3 separate regions of the Mus musculus genome follow, and regions 1 and 2 are each linked to region 3. Evidence: chromatin contacts called from public promoter capture Hi-C data. All regions are on one chromosome and are shown on one strand. The core of a region is the stretch at or near the end of the contact, and the rest is flanking DNA. Distances in the headings are between cores, read along the strand shown.

What was found. Promoter capture Hi-C pulls out the DNA fragments that hold promoters and counts their contacts.
Region 1: a contact with region 3 is called in a promoter capture Hi-C map of liver, with 3 times the contacts expected there. The contact joins the promoter of Endov here to the promoter of Cant1 in region 3. A contact is called at or near these places in 3 of 39 promoter capture datasets (liver, pre-B cells and stem cell-derived epiblast-like cells) and 1 of 484 Hi-C or Micro-C datasets (embryonic stem cells).
Region 2: a contact with region 3 is called in a promoter capture Hi-C map of pre-B cells, with 4 times the contacts expected there. The contact joins the promoter of Rptor here to the promoter of Cant1 in region 3. A contact is called at or near these places in 2 of 39 promoter capture datasets (liver and pre-B cells) and 1 of 484 Hi-C or Micro-C datasets (embryonic stem cells).

Annotation. Positions count from the first base shown.
Region 1 is chr11:119,488,382-119,492,674 of GRCm38.p6, reverse strand. It overlaps Endov (endonuclease V), which reads right to left and starts at 1,328. Exons shown (of 9, transcript NM_001164636.1): 1 at 1,216-1,328; 2 at 719-890. The coding sequence starts at 1,271. It overlaps A930037H05Rik (RIKEN cDNA A930037H05 gene), which reads left to right and starts at 1,440. Exons shown (of 4, transcript NR_153849.1): 1 at 1,440-1,632; 2 at 3,675-3,773.
Region 2 is chr11:119,600,512-119,605,028 of GRCm38.p6, reverse strand. Rptor (regulatory associated protein of MTOR, complex 1) reads right to left here and starts at 2,124. Exons shown (of 34, transcript NM_028898.3): 1 at 1,058-2,124. The coding sequence starts at 1,219.
Region 3 is chr11:118,416,802-118,420,978 of GRCm38.p6, reverse strand. Cant1 (calcium activated nucleotidase 1) reads left to right here and starts at 1,861. Exons shown (of 5, transcript NM_001025617.2): 1 at 1,861-2,049; 2 at 3,325-3,405.

The DNA of each region.
Region 1 (4,293 bases), core at 79-2,578, 1.1 Mb before region 3:
CTTTGTCCAGTTTCCTGCTGTCTGCCCCCCCCCCCCCCCCCCCCCCCCCGAGAGCAGAGGGCAGCCATTCCTAGATTAGTCCCTCCTCCTCCTCCTGGAGTCTTCCCTCCAATAAATCTCTTTCATAAAATTTCCTGCTTGGTGTAACTCTCCTGTCAGAAAAGAAGCAAGGAAGAGAAGAGAAGAGAAGAGAAGTGGAGAGAGCGGGGCTGAGGCTTCCTCTCAGAGCTGTGTGGTTCCCGGGTCCTTGTGTCTCACGATGCCTTTCCATTGGGACACCTTTCCCCTCAGAATTTTAAGGTCCCTGGGCTTCCGAGTCCCTTCCATCTGATCAGAAACACAACAACCAGACCTGGAATTGTCTGTCGATCCTTTAAAAACTACTTTTAATTCACCATTTGTGTACATATATGTAGACCCGTGGGAGTTTATGTACATCACAAGCATCCTGGTGCCCATATTTCCTCTGCTTTTTGCTTTTGAAAACTTTTCTTCAAAGGCATTCCAATCTATTCATTACACTCTACAAACGGGGTGGAAGTGTATCAGTCCCTTGCCTAACACATTCGAGGGCCTGAGTCGGCTTCCTAGCATCAAATATATATATATACACTACGGGGTGCAAGTATTAAAAAAAAAAAGTAAATTTTATAAAACTGGACCCTGGCTCTCTGCCTACGATCGAACTGCACCGGGCGCAACATCCCACCCGGGTTACCTTGAGCTCGGGGTAGCTCAGCACTACCAGGGAAGCGCAGGCCCGGACACTGTCCCCTTTCACGAAGGACACATCCACGCCCCCGACCTTCTGCAGGCCCGAGAAGCTGGGGTCCCGCTGCCAGGCCTCCGTGTCCCGATCCACCACGCGCGCTTTCAGCCGGGCTTGTTCCCTAATAGGACACGAACATCAAACGGGCTCAGGGCCCATGGGAAGAGCGCGACGCTCGGGGCGTCCCCCCTCCCAGCCCACCCTCTCTCCTTTTTGTCCATCAAGCCACACTGAGAAGGAAAAGCTCTCGGCGATGGGAATCCCCGGTACCGGAAACGAGGACCACGCCCACAAAGGCTGGCTGCAACTTCCGGCAGCCGGCGGCCCGGAGCAGGCCTGTGCCGCAGCACCGAGGGTCAGTTTCCCAGCCGCCACAGGGGCTGTGAGGTCGGAGGTCACTGGAGAAGGCCACCCCCTTGGCTAATGCACGACCCCGACCCCATTACCCTTTCCACAGCGACAGGGTTTCCTCTGGCGGCCGCTCAGCGGCCGTGTGAGCCATGGCTAGCGCCTCGAGGCTTTGAGGACGTCACTTCCGGAGCGCCGGCGCCGAGCTGTTAGCCTCGCTCGTTTAGCGTCCCTCCGCTTCAGCTGAGGTTGCCGCCACCAGGGGCCGCTGTCACAGCAGTGCTGGGCGCCGAGCGCTGACTTCTTCCCGCGCGACTCTCTCAGATGCCGGCGTCCCGTCCCGTAGGTGGGTTGGCGCACAGGTTTGGGAAATGCAAGCCCAGCTCTGCGCCTTACCTGGCGCCTCCAGCCCTCCAGCAGCTTCGGCCCCGCTCTGAAAAGATTGGCCAGCAGTTGCATCCCTCGCACACACGGAGCCCTGAGCCCTGGGGTAACGCGGTTCCAATTACTGCCAGGTTCGGGTCCGCACATCGACACATTGCGTATGAGCACGCGCTTGCGGAGCAGAAAACCTCTGTGCAAACTTGAGACACCTTTGCAGCATAGATTTTTTCAGTTGTACCGATTGTGAGAAATTAGTCCGGAATAAGAACTCAAAAACCAGTGAAGTCGAGGGTCCTGGGCGTGGGCGCACTCCATTAATTCCAGCATTTGAGTAAAGAGGATCCCTGAATACGAGGCCAGCCTGGTTTACAGTAATTGAGTTCTAAGACAACCAGGACTACACGGAGAAATCCCATTTCGAAAAAACAAAAACAAAGGATCCTCCAGACCAGGGTGTGTGTGTGTGTTAGTTAGGGTTCTTCTAGAGGAAGAGAACCGATAGAAAATACATAAAGGGGATTTAGAGCTTGCCATAAGCAGGCAAAAAACAAAAGCTTCCTTCTTTCATGTCTTTTTATACAGGCTGCCACCAGAAGGTGTGTCCTAGATAGAGGGCAGGTATCTGGACTCTTAGGTTTTAGTTCATTCCAGATATAGCCAAGTCCACAAACAAGATTAGGCACTACAGGGTGTCAACCCAAAACAAAACGCAAAGTTGGCTATGCTCAACGATTTGGTGCAGAACTGTAGTTTTTATATTCTTGATTGCATTAGTCTGCCTCATTCATTTCCTGCTGGGTGAGTACTTAATGAGGACCAGTCTTTCTGTTTCTAGTATAGGTCTCTTACCCCAAATACCCATCCTGTCCGTTTAGTACCCAGAGCCTTACCTAATGTGTATCTCCCTCTCAATGACATGAGCTCAGCAGACTGTAGTGTTTTTTTTTTTTCTTAGAGATTTATTTTCATTCTTGTAAGTCTGGTAACGAATGCAGGTGCCCACGGAGACCAGAAGAGTTAGATTCCCCTGGAGCTCAAGTTACAGGAGCCTGTGGTCCTCTTGACATGGGTGCTAGGCATTGAATTTGGGCCCTCTGAAACAGCAGCACATATTTGGCAATTGCTGAACCAGCTCTCCAGCTCTAGATTGTAGCCTTTTGTTTGTCTTTACCTTAAGACAAAAGAGCCAAGGCCAGCAGGTACCAGCAGGAAGGACTGGGGTTTGCGACCTCTTGCTTTTTTATGATCTGGTAAACTTAAGTGTATCTAAGGTACCTTCTCTGGTATTAGAAACGGATGGTTCATATTTTATTTCTTAGACCAGTAGTTCCTTAGGGATCTCTTCCTTCTGAGTTCTGGGAAATGCTGGCATTGAGTCCAGAACAAGAAAATGGGAGAGTATGTAGAACTGTACTGTGCTGTTGTGAGGGAAAAATCATAAACAAACATGGGAAGAGGACTTTGAACTGGAGGTGGGAATGGCCTGTGTGAGGCTTGGGAGACCTGAAAGTTGTCCCACAGCTCCCTAAAGGACTTTGGCACTTAATGCTTACTGTGGGGTAGATTGTCACTTTCTTCAGTGGTGTGGCCACTGTTGCCACACACACAAGACACAAGGAAGTAGGAGGACCCTTGTTGGGATGAGTGGTTTCAGTAGGGAGGAAGGGGATGAGTGAGGCAATGGGGATGGAAATGATTAGAATTCATCATCATCCATGCACAGGACAAAGAAGAAAGAGTGGGAATGTGGCGGGCAGAGGGAACAACGGTATAAATGTCCCGACGCGGGAGTGTGTGGGTGAGTGTGGTGAGCATGGTGAGTGTACAAATGCAGTAAGTGTGCAGGTGAGTGTGGTGAGTGTGCAGGAGTGTGGTGAGTGCAGTGAGAGTGCAGGTGAGTGTTTACAGCATCAGCTAAGGTTGAGGTAGCAATTGGCTTACAGTCCTAGGAGAATTCAGAGAAATGTATAGCTATGTCATATGTATGTACATTTCAAGAGGAAAGTATAAAAGTGTAGATTAGACCAATCTAGAGCGTGTGGTTTGGGAAAGGCTTCCTGTAACACAGCCAACAGGACTTGAAAGCCAGCAGGTTTTGAGCTGGGTTTTCCAGAGCTCACTGTGCACCAGCTGCTGTGCTATTGCTTATCTGTCCTGTGTTACTTTACCACAGATCGGCAAGGCATTTTGCAGAGGAAGAAACTGCAGTTTAAAGAGTGGCTGGCCTGTAGTCATCAAGCCTGCAGACAGGAGAGGCAACACCCAGACTCAGGTAAGCCAGCCTGGCTTTGTTGGAGAGTGGTCAGGGTTTGGTATTTGGGAGCCATTCATACCAATGGAGATGGGACAGAAATTGTGGATTCTGAGGAGGTTATGGCTGAGGTATTGATTGATATGTGTATGTGGGAAGAGAAGCGCAGCGGGAAGATCCCCAGAGCATGGGGCTGCTGTAAGGCTGCACCCCTGCTCTTCCTCACTCTTGCCCCAGGTGGCTCTGAAACGTTCTAGGTGTGCTGTACCAGAGTACCAGAAGCGAGAGTTGCCAGCATTGCTCTCAGGAGGAAGGTGCTTTCTTCATGCCCATTATCCAGCTGCATGTAGGTTCTGAATGCTCGTGCCGAGATTTATGTAGCAAACTAAAGGAGCAGGAACGAACATGCAGAATGTGGTATTGATGCTGGTGGCTGCTTGCTTGGTATTCAGCTCAGAGCCTCTGGTTTTCTCCTGAGGCCAGCAATCACCTCTCCAGGTTCAGTTGTTCTGCAGCCTGACCTTCAACACTATCCATCTGC
Region 2 (4,517 bases), core at 875-3,374, 1.2 Mb before region 3:
CACAGAGATATCCTGTCTCAAAAAAAAAAAAAAAAAATCAAAAAACAAAAAAATTTATCAATTTTTTGATAAAATTTAGCCAAATCAACAACTGAAACACTGGTCATTGCTAGAACTATGTTGAGGGTTCATCAACATACACCTTTTTAAAACAATCATCTCAAGTAAAAACATACCAAGTATAAACAAATGACACATTATAACACCAATTTCCTCTTTTATACTGAAAAGTTCACACAAATGAAAGAAGCCCAGGAGGAGAAAACAACTAAACACACATACACACACTATGGGTATACACAGACAAGAGACAGTAAACACACATACACACAATATGGGTGTGCACAGACAAGACACAGTACTCCCCTTTTGTTAGACCAGGAACTAACAGCACTACAGCTGGCTGTTTTCTTTGCTACCAACATCTCATGACACTCCACGATCAGAAGAACGGCCAAAAAACTGAACCCAGGTTCCAATCCATCATACCCCATGCTCCCTAATTTCCACTGAGGAAATTTTATCTCCAGGTTACAGTGACCACAAGTCACATACACAGGGAGTCAGCCTCACAGACAAGATGTTCAAAGGACTGGGATGAAACCTGCTGCAACCTTAAAATAACTTTGCCTGAATTTGTTATTGGCTAAACATTTCAAGTCATCTTGTTTTCCAACACACTTTATCAGACATCTGAACTTCAGGCAACCTGGTTATTTGAAAAAAAGCAGACTACAAAAATAGACTAAGCACGTTAACTATTATTTCCCAAGTTGTCTTTTCTCTAAGTGCTACTAAGTGTAGTAAAGGGCATATAAGTATCTGTGAAACTATAGTTCCTAATTTGGTGTTTTTCCCCCCTCTGAATTAAAACTCGTTTTTAACGCTACTCGGTGAGAAGAGACTAGCCAAAACCCGAGTCTGGAATAGCTTTTTGGATTTTAGTGCAACATGTGTCTTCGAAATACCCGCATCCTTCTAAAAAGGCTGTCCTTGCTCAGAACTTTCTTAGTTGGAAAACTACGAACTCAAAAAGGTGCCATGAGAAGCCACTCACCCGATCCTTCATTCTCCAGCTCTGCGCTAAAGATTTGGAGCCTTCGATTTTCTCACAATGTCTTTTCTTCATAAAAGCCAAAGGCAAGTTCCAATCTGTAAGGTCCGCCTCATCTTCCTCCCCGAGTCCCATAAGAGGCGACTGCAGCATCTCCGACTCCATCAGGGGAGGAGGGGGAGGGGGAGTCCTTGGCAGCAGGCGCTCGAGAACCTCCAGCCTTAAAAACTAGTGTGGACCAGAACTGGTAAAATAAAATACGGGAAAACGGGAAGCTGGGAATAGAGACGGCGGCAGAGCGTTCGAAGATCCTTATTGAGGCTAAACCTCGGAGATCTTTATCTCGAACTCTGAGCGCGAAGTTGGAGGGGGCGGGGTGGGTGGCGAGCCCGTGGGTACCCAAGCCCGCAGGACCCGGACGAGCGGCGACACGCGCGCCCGGTCGCCGGCCCCCGCAGCTCTGCAGGCCGTCAGGAGGGCGGCAAGCGGGACTGGCGGAGGCGGGAGAGACTTCAGGCCCGGCGATGACCCGGCTCTCGGCCTCCAACGCCTCAGTGGCTCCCGGCGGGCAGGCCGGCCCGCTCGCAGGGCGGCTTCTCCGACTGTGCTGGCCCGGCTGAGGCCTCAAGGGATCGGGATCGGGGGGCTTCGGGGCTCGCCCAGCGGCTCTCAGCCCTGCGGGTCCCGCACTCGCCTGAGGGGCTGCAACCTGAGCCAGGACCGGCCCATCGTGCCCGTCCGCAGCCGGGCTCCTCAGCCACCGGGCCGCGCGGCCAGGCCCGTGCTGGCCTTCTGCTTCGTGGCTCTCTCCTACCCAGGAACGAGTCCCGATACACACGCGACACGGGCCCGCGGACAGCACAGGGACACTGGGCTTATTAGGTCAGGGGAGTTTTGCCCTCTGCTCTGGAGCCACAGTGAAAACTCCTCTCATCAGCACATCAAGGAGGACGCCATATTGCCAAGGCCCAGCATGCACCGCTATCTACGGCGCGTCCAATAAGCCAAACCTCTTCGAGCGTTCTCACCGCTCTACCCCTGCTAGGGCGTAGAGCTCGGTGTTCCGTCCTCCCTTCCCCCACGCCGTTACCGAGGTTACCACGTCTTTTCTCCTTAGTTGATCTCCACTAGTAAAATAGACCATTTGCGATTGAAACTATGTCCGTTCAGTTATTTTTAAAAGCTTTTTGCTACTACAAACAAAGCTTCGTGCCTTGATATTAAAGAAAGAAACCACTTGGTTTCGTCATGATTTTAAAAGGTGGTATTTTTAAAAAGCCTCAGAAAAGACCATTGATATTAGACACATAAGACTATCGGGACTTTCTTTTGATATTTCCACTTTTAAAAGAGACCGATTTCATCGATTACGAATTTTTTGTCTGATATACTTTATTTCCTGAACAGTATATTCTTATTTTGCTACAGTTTCATGTGCAAACGTCTAAAGCTGCCCACAGAAGCAAGCCTCCCTGCTGTTGACTTCTCTGGTTCAGTTCAGTAAATCTCAGATATTGACACACTCTGAGAACTGCTTTGGTGCAATGGAAATATAAAGTAAATGTAACGAGGTGCCAGCCTTTCGTAACCAGGGTGCGAGTGAGACACTTTTTGGTTTTTTTTGGTTTTTGGTTTTTTGTTTTTTTGTTTTTTGGTTTTTTTTTGTTTTTTTTTTTTTTTTTTTTTTTTTTGGTTTTTCAAGTCAGGGTTTCTCTGTATAGCCCTGACTGTCCTGGAACTCACTTTGTAGACCAGGCTGGCCACCACCGCCCCGGTTAGTGAAACACTCTTAACCTTTAGCTAGAGTTCAGTCAACAACTGAGCCCACCTTCAGCTTTGGTGTTAGGGGAGCCTCTGTTAGTCAATGTTACTAATTTCAAGCTGCATTTTCTCAGTCTTAGGTTCCTGAACCATAAAGTTTGGATAATATTAAAGAATATTACTAAAAGGATAAAAATTTAGCTTGTAAAGATGCCCAGGCCAGCCTAAGCTACAAAATAAGACCCTTTCTTTAAAAAAAAAAAAAAATCCACTTTAAGAGAAGGGTTGAAAGCTGGGCCTGGTATTTAATCCCAGCACTCTGGAGGCAGAGGCAGGAGGATCTCTGTTAGTTGGAGGTCAGCCTGGTCTACAGAGCTAGTAGTTCCAGAACAACCAGAGCTACAGAGAGAAATCCTGCCTTGAAAAACAAACAAACAAGATGTGAAGGCATTGCAAGCCACCACTGAGAGTGAGCTCTGACTGATCCTGGTATGTTTATAAAAAGATAAAGACAGAAAAAATATGTTCTATGGGGGGAGGGGGAGGAATGGGGAAAGGGGGTTCCTCCGTAGACCCATGCTGAGGCATTCCTTCCCCCTGAGAGACCAGCCACATGTATAGAGTAGAGTTTATTCAGGGCATGGGGAGGGGAGTTAAGAGGGTAGTAGAGGCAGAGAAAGGGAGAGAGAAGGATAGAGTAGAGAAGTAGAGGTGAGCCATGGCCTTGAGCACATGGAGAGAGAGGGAAGGGAAGGGAGAGGGGTAGGAGAGAGCAAGAGCAGGAGAGAAGCAAGAGATCAAAAGCAAGAGTAAGAGAGGGATGAAAGGGATAAACAGCCCCTTTTATAGTGGGTCAGGCCTACCTGATTGTTGCCAGGTAAGTGTGGGGTGGAATTTAGACAGAATGCTAACAGGTCCCACAACTCCAATGTAGTCTACTAACTGTAGGCCTTACCACTAAAGCCTGGGTTAATCTGCAGATGTGTTCCTCAGAGTAGATCCAGGGTTGGACACAATGTGACAGTCCCTAACACAACCCTGCTAGCATCTGAGAGTCCAGGCTGCAATCTCAGATCCCTCTCACAAGCATGTGGGAAGTGTTTCCTGCTGTTTAGTTATCACCCCCCAAGAATTCCTGAGGTTACAGTATCACACAGAGCCCATTATCCTCCTAGTCTCAGAGCAGTGCACCAAAATCGAGTGTCCCCATTACCACCAGCCCCTCCCCACCACTACCAGCAGGGGCTTTAGAATTTCTAGAATCTATAGAAGAAATCATAGCACCTCCTGCTTCCACCTTGTCCCAAAGTATCCCTTGACACTTTACTTTGTAGTCCTGATGCCCACTGGTGCCATACACACATGGTGATCCCTCCAACCTTAGGCTGCAGAGAGCTCCCAGAAACTGGAAGGCCAGTGAACCTAGTATAAAAAGACCCTGGAACAAGAATAACAAGAGACCCTGGAATAACAAGAGACCCTGGAACCAAGCTGGAAGGCAAGGACCAATGCCAAGGTTGTCCTCTGACTTCCACATATGTGCTATGACACTTGTATTCATACATGTAAACATTTATACACACATACACAAACAGGCATGCCTATCCAAATTACAAGTTTCAAGCCTGTGAGTGACCCTATATAAAAATGAACAAAATGTGACTGGACCCCTAGCTCATCAGACAAACATATGTAACTCCAC
Region 3 (4,177 bases), core at 612-3,111:
AGGATATTCCCTGAAGTATTGTTGAAATGTGAGATTTTAGGTATTCCAAAAGAATGTTTTAGGGTGGAATTAAATAGCTTCCCTATGGTCTTGGGTAGAAGACTGTATATGGTAAAAAACCTCATTGGTCTCCTGACTCTACAGGAGTAATTCTATTCAAGGTCCCTAAAGGTCAGTTGCTGGGTAGTTGCAGGACTGTGTCATTCAACTTCTGAAGCTTGCAACGAGATGATGAGAAAGAAGTGTTGAAGCTGGTAACAAAAGTATCAATGCAACCCAACATCTCCTAAACAGACCTGTGTGCCTATGGAAACATCATTCGGATAAGGTTAGTATTGCACAATAGCAATACGGAAGGGATGGATTTCTTCTTAAAGAGATATTACCATAGCTACAAAAGAATTGCACACCGTCTAAAAGATATGACAGGGCTGAGAAGAAAACTCAGCTGGCAAAGTGATAGACTTGCAAGCACAGAGGTGAATCCACTGCCCAGAAATCATGTTACGAAAATGATGGGTGTGGTGTTGCAATCCTGGTGCAAGGGGTACTAGAGCTTCCTGGGACTCACTGGGGCTCAGTGGCCAGCCAGGCTAGCCTACTCAGCCAGTTCCAGGCCATCCAGAAACCGAGGTTGTCCTCTGGCCTCTAGGGGAACGCAAGTGCACCTGTGAATATATAAACCCACACAGATGCGTGTTCTCTCTCTCTCTCTCTCTCTCTCTCTCTCTCTCTCTCTCTCTCTCTCTCTCTGTGTGTGTGTGTATGTGTGTGTGTGTGTGTGCGCGCGCGCGCGCGCGCGCCCCTGGAACACCGACTCTGCCATCTCTCATAAAGGTTAAGCTGGGCAGAACTGAGCAATGTATTATTTAGAGTTGCACAGCTATGTGTTGTCTGCAAAGGAAGGCTTGAGAAAGATGAGCACAGTATTCGGGACCATGCCTCCCGTTGCAGGTGTAAGGAGAGGAGCTGGGAATTGGAAGGAATACCTAGAGTGCTTTAAAAATCCTACGAGCAATCTGCTATTCCGAGTGGAGAAGCTGTAACAAATAGAAGGTGGCTGATTGGGACTTGGTTTGGTCTGACACGAACATCAGAGAATTCAAGAAAGATGGCCTGCCAACCCAAGCACAGAAGAGGGAACCCAGCACATTTCTATTTTTCACATGTAATTTAGTATATATTCTAACGTTAGTTAGTGTATGTCCCAGAGGACAAAAAGGGGTGGAAGAAAGGGTTGTTTTTCACCGTGTTGGGTTACATATTTTGAATTCGTCCCAACTGTGCATCGGTTACTTCCCAGAAGGCTTTTGGGAGACTCAGGGATGAGGCTGAAGTCAGGAGGCAGGGCTGACTCTCTCCATGGTTGATGAGGGCCTCTTAAAGTCCTTACATGCCACCACTGTCTAGGACTGAGCCGGTATCACACAGCACAGAGCTCAGGGCAAGGCAGGCTGGGAAAAGATGAACCGGGGTCCTCCGTTTGTAAGGGCTATTGACTACAGTCGGCGGCGGGAACACACCACCATCCTCTGGTCCTGCTGTGGAATCTGGTCAGCATTGGCTATGACCAGCTGGAACTGCTCAGAAGAGGGTCTGAGGACTAGGGCGGCAGAGAGGAGTCCTAACTTCTAAACTTCCTGAGACGAAGGTCGGGGGGACCAGGCAAAGAACCCTGAAGCTTAACTGGGGAACGACAGACAACTCCTTTGCTGGATTTCCGCGCCTCAATTACAAGCTCAAGCGAAAAACTACGATTCCCAGCAGCCCGGCGCTCAGTGCGCAGGCGCAGAGCAGAGACTGGGTGGGCGAGTAGAGGAAGACACATAGAGCAAAGGCTGCCGGGAAGACGTGGCTGTAGGCAACCGAGAGTGCGGCGCAGGAAGACACTTAGAGCAGAGGCTGCCGGGAGCGCGCGGCCAGAGTGAGGCGCAGGCGCAGAACAGAGACTGCCGGGAGCGCGCGGCGGGGCGGAAGTGGCCGCCTGCCCTGTCCGGCCCTACGCAGGTAGGCGGCAGCCCGCAGGCTCCGGAGCCAGGCCCTCAGTGGGTGAGTGACGGTGCGCCCGCGGCCGGGTGCCCTCCCTCGCTGTGTTCTGGGGCCTGTTGCCACCCGCATCCGTCCGGCCCGGCCCCAGGCACCTCAAACTCCCCCCCGCAGCTAGGCTGTGACGGGTGCCGGACAGACAGACGTCTTTCCCCCTCTGGCTTGTGTGGGAGACCTCCCCTTTCTGATGAGGGTGCCGTGCTGAAGTAGTGCGAAACTTCTTCCTCTTCTGACTAGCATGCTTCAAATGCCCCTAGCGACAGTACCTTCCCTCCCTCCCTGCCTGGCCTGGGCACGGGCTCTCCAGTTTGGCACTTGATCACCTCTCTAACAGACCCACCTACGCACCCCATCCTCACCTGTAACCGCCCACTTCCTTGCTCCTGTCCTGGCTCTTCTTGCTGTCATCTAAGATTGGACCTTCCCCCTAGGCAGCATAGTGCACTATCCTTTTTTACTACCCGACTACCGACACCCCCTGCTTCTTCTGCACACCCCCTAGTCCCTTTCTGCACATACAACCCTAATCTCGGCTAGACTCTCCCAGCCTCGAAGTCGGGCATCACCTGGTCCATCCTTACAGAGCTTCCTGCCCCTAGCACCTGTGACATTCATACGCCTCCAGTAAACCCAAGCACCTTTCTGCAGTCACTCGGGAGTGCCTCAGTAACCAGCTTCATTTCCCAGTTCCATCTCAGGTCTATATACTGGACAAAGCTTAGACCTGGGAACCTGGTCTCACGGTGTCAGTGGGGCCTGACTGACTAGATCTTACAAGCTCCCAAGACTGTCCTGCATGTACTGCAGACCCTGCCTTGGGAACTCCTTCTCCCTGCCCCTCTGGGGCTTGTCTGAGGACCATCCTTCTGGACTGGGCTACAGGCCCTCCTTTGAGCTGCTCCCTAGACCTCGGCCTAGCAGTCTTGCTGGAACCCGTGAGCACAGCCTACTTCCTTCTGGATAAGACAAGGGATCTCTGTCACATAGAGCCCAGAGCGTCTTTGCTTGGCTAGAGACAGAATTCTGTGTGCTTTCTTGCTTTCTTTGTTCCATTTGACCTGTTATAAAAAAGTAAATGCTTCTTGCAACTGAATGGACCATGTACTGTGACCATATTGTCCCTCAGTCCCCTTTACCACGTAATATGCACCAGTGTGTCCAGGAATGCATGACATCCTCTGCCTGCTGAGCAGCGGGGACAGGAGGAGAGGTCTAGAGAGTGGAAGAGGCAGGTGTCCCGTTGCCACCCACCTGACTGTGGCATGTGTGCCCATGAAGCTCCCACAGATACGTGCGACCCTGTCACCTGAGCCTTGGAACATCCTTCGCAGTGTGGCTGTCTTCGCCGTGGCCATACAGGTAGGTGTTCCAGTGCGTGTTAGTATCTGTCCTTTGAGGACAGTGGATGGCAGTCCACACTCCTTCCCCTCTCTGTCAAGAGGCATGAAAATACCTATTAGAAGCCAGTGAGTGTTGAGAATTTCTGGAAAGCTTGTCTTAAATGCCAACACTGAAGGAATTAAAACCTTGTATACTGACTTTAAAGACTTTATATTGGCTTTTCTTTTCATCAACACAAGACAGATTGTCTAGGAAAAATTAATAATAACCCTGATCCTAGAGAAGTCCACATGCAATGAAATAGAAACTCAAGGCAGCTCCCGTGCATTGAGAGTGAGCAATTGTGAGCAGTAAAGTGCAGGTGAGCGTGAGCTGAGAGCCATCAGGGTGGTTCTGAGGGTCTTGCCTTGTCCCCCAGCCAGCACAGGGCGGGGGCGGGGGAGCTCTGGGACAGTGTGGGCTGTGTCCAAGGGTGCAACTGTGTATTCTGGAATTGAGTTCTGGTCTGGGTTGGACTGGGATTGTCAAACCCCTGTGTTTTCAGGCATGCTGTGTTTGGGGTATCACTTTGACCTGGAGGGCAGCTCCTTTGCTAAGTCCCTCCCAGGGCACTGGGGATGCAGACTAAGCAGAAGCAGCAGCGTTGTGATGCCACAGATGCAAGCCGGGGAGGGTTCTGAAGCCTCTCTGCCCACACTGGGAAAGGACTGATGTGAACTGTAATGAGCCTCAAGACGCTCGTGTCTACCTCACCCCCTAGCCTGTGAGCGTGCTGCATTGCCCAGGGAAG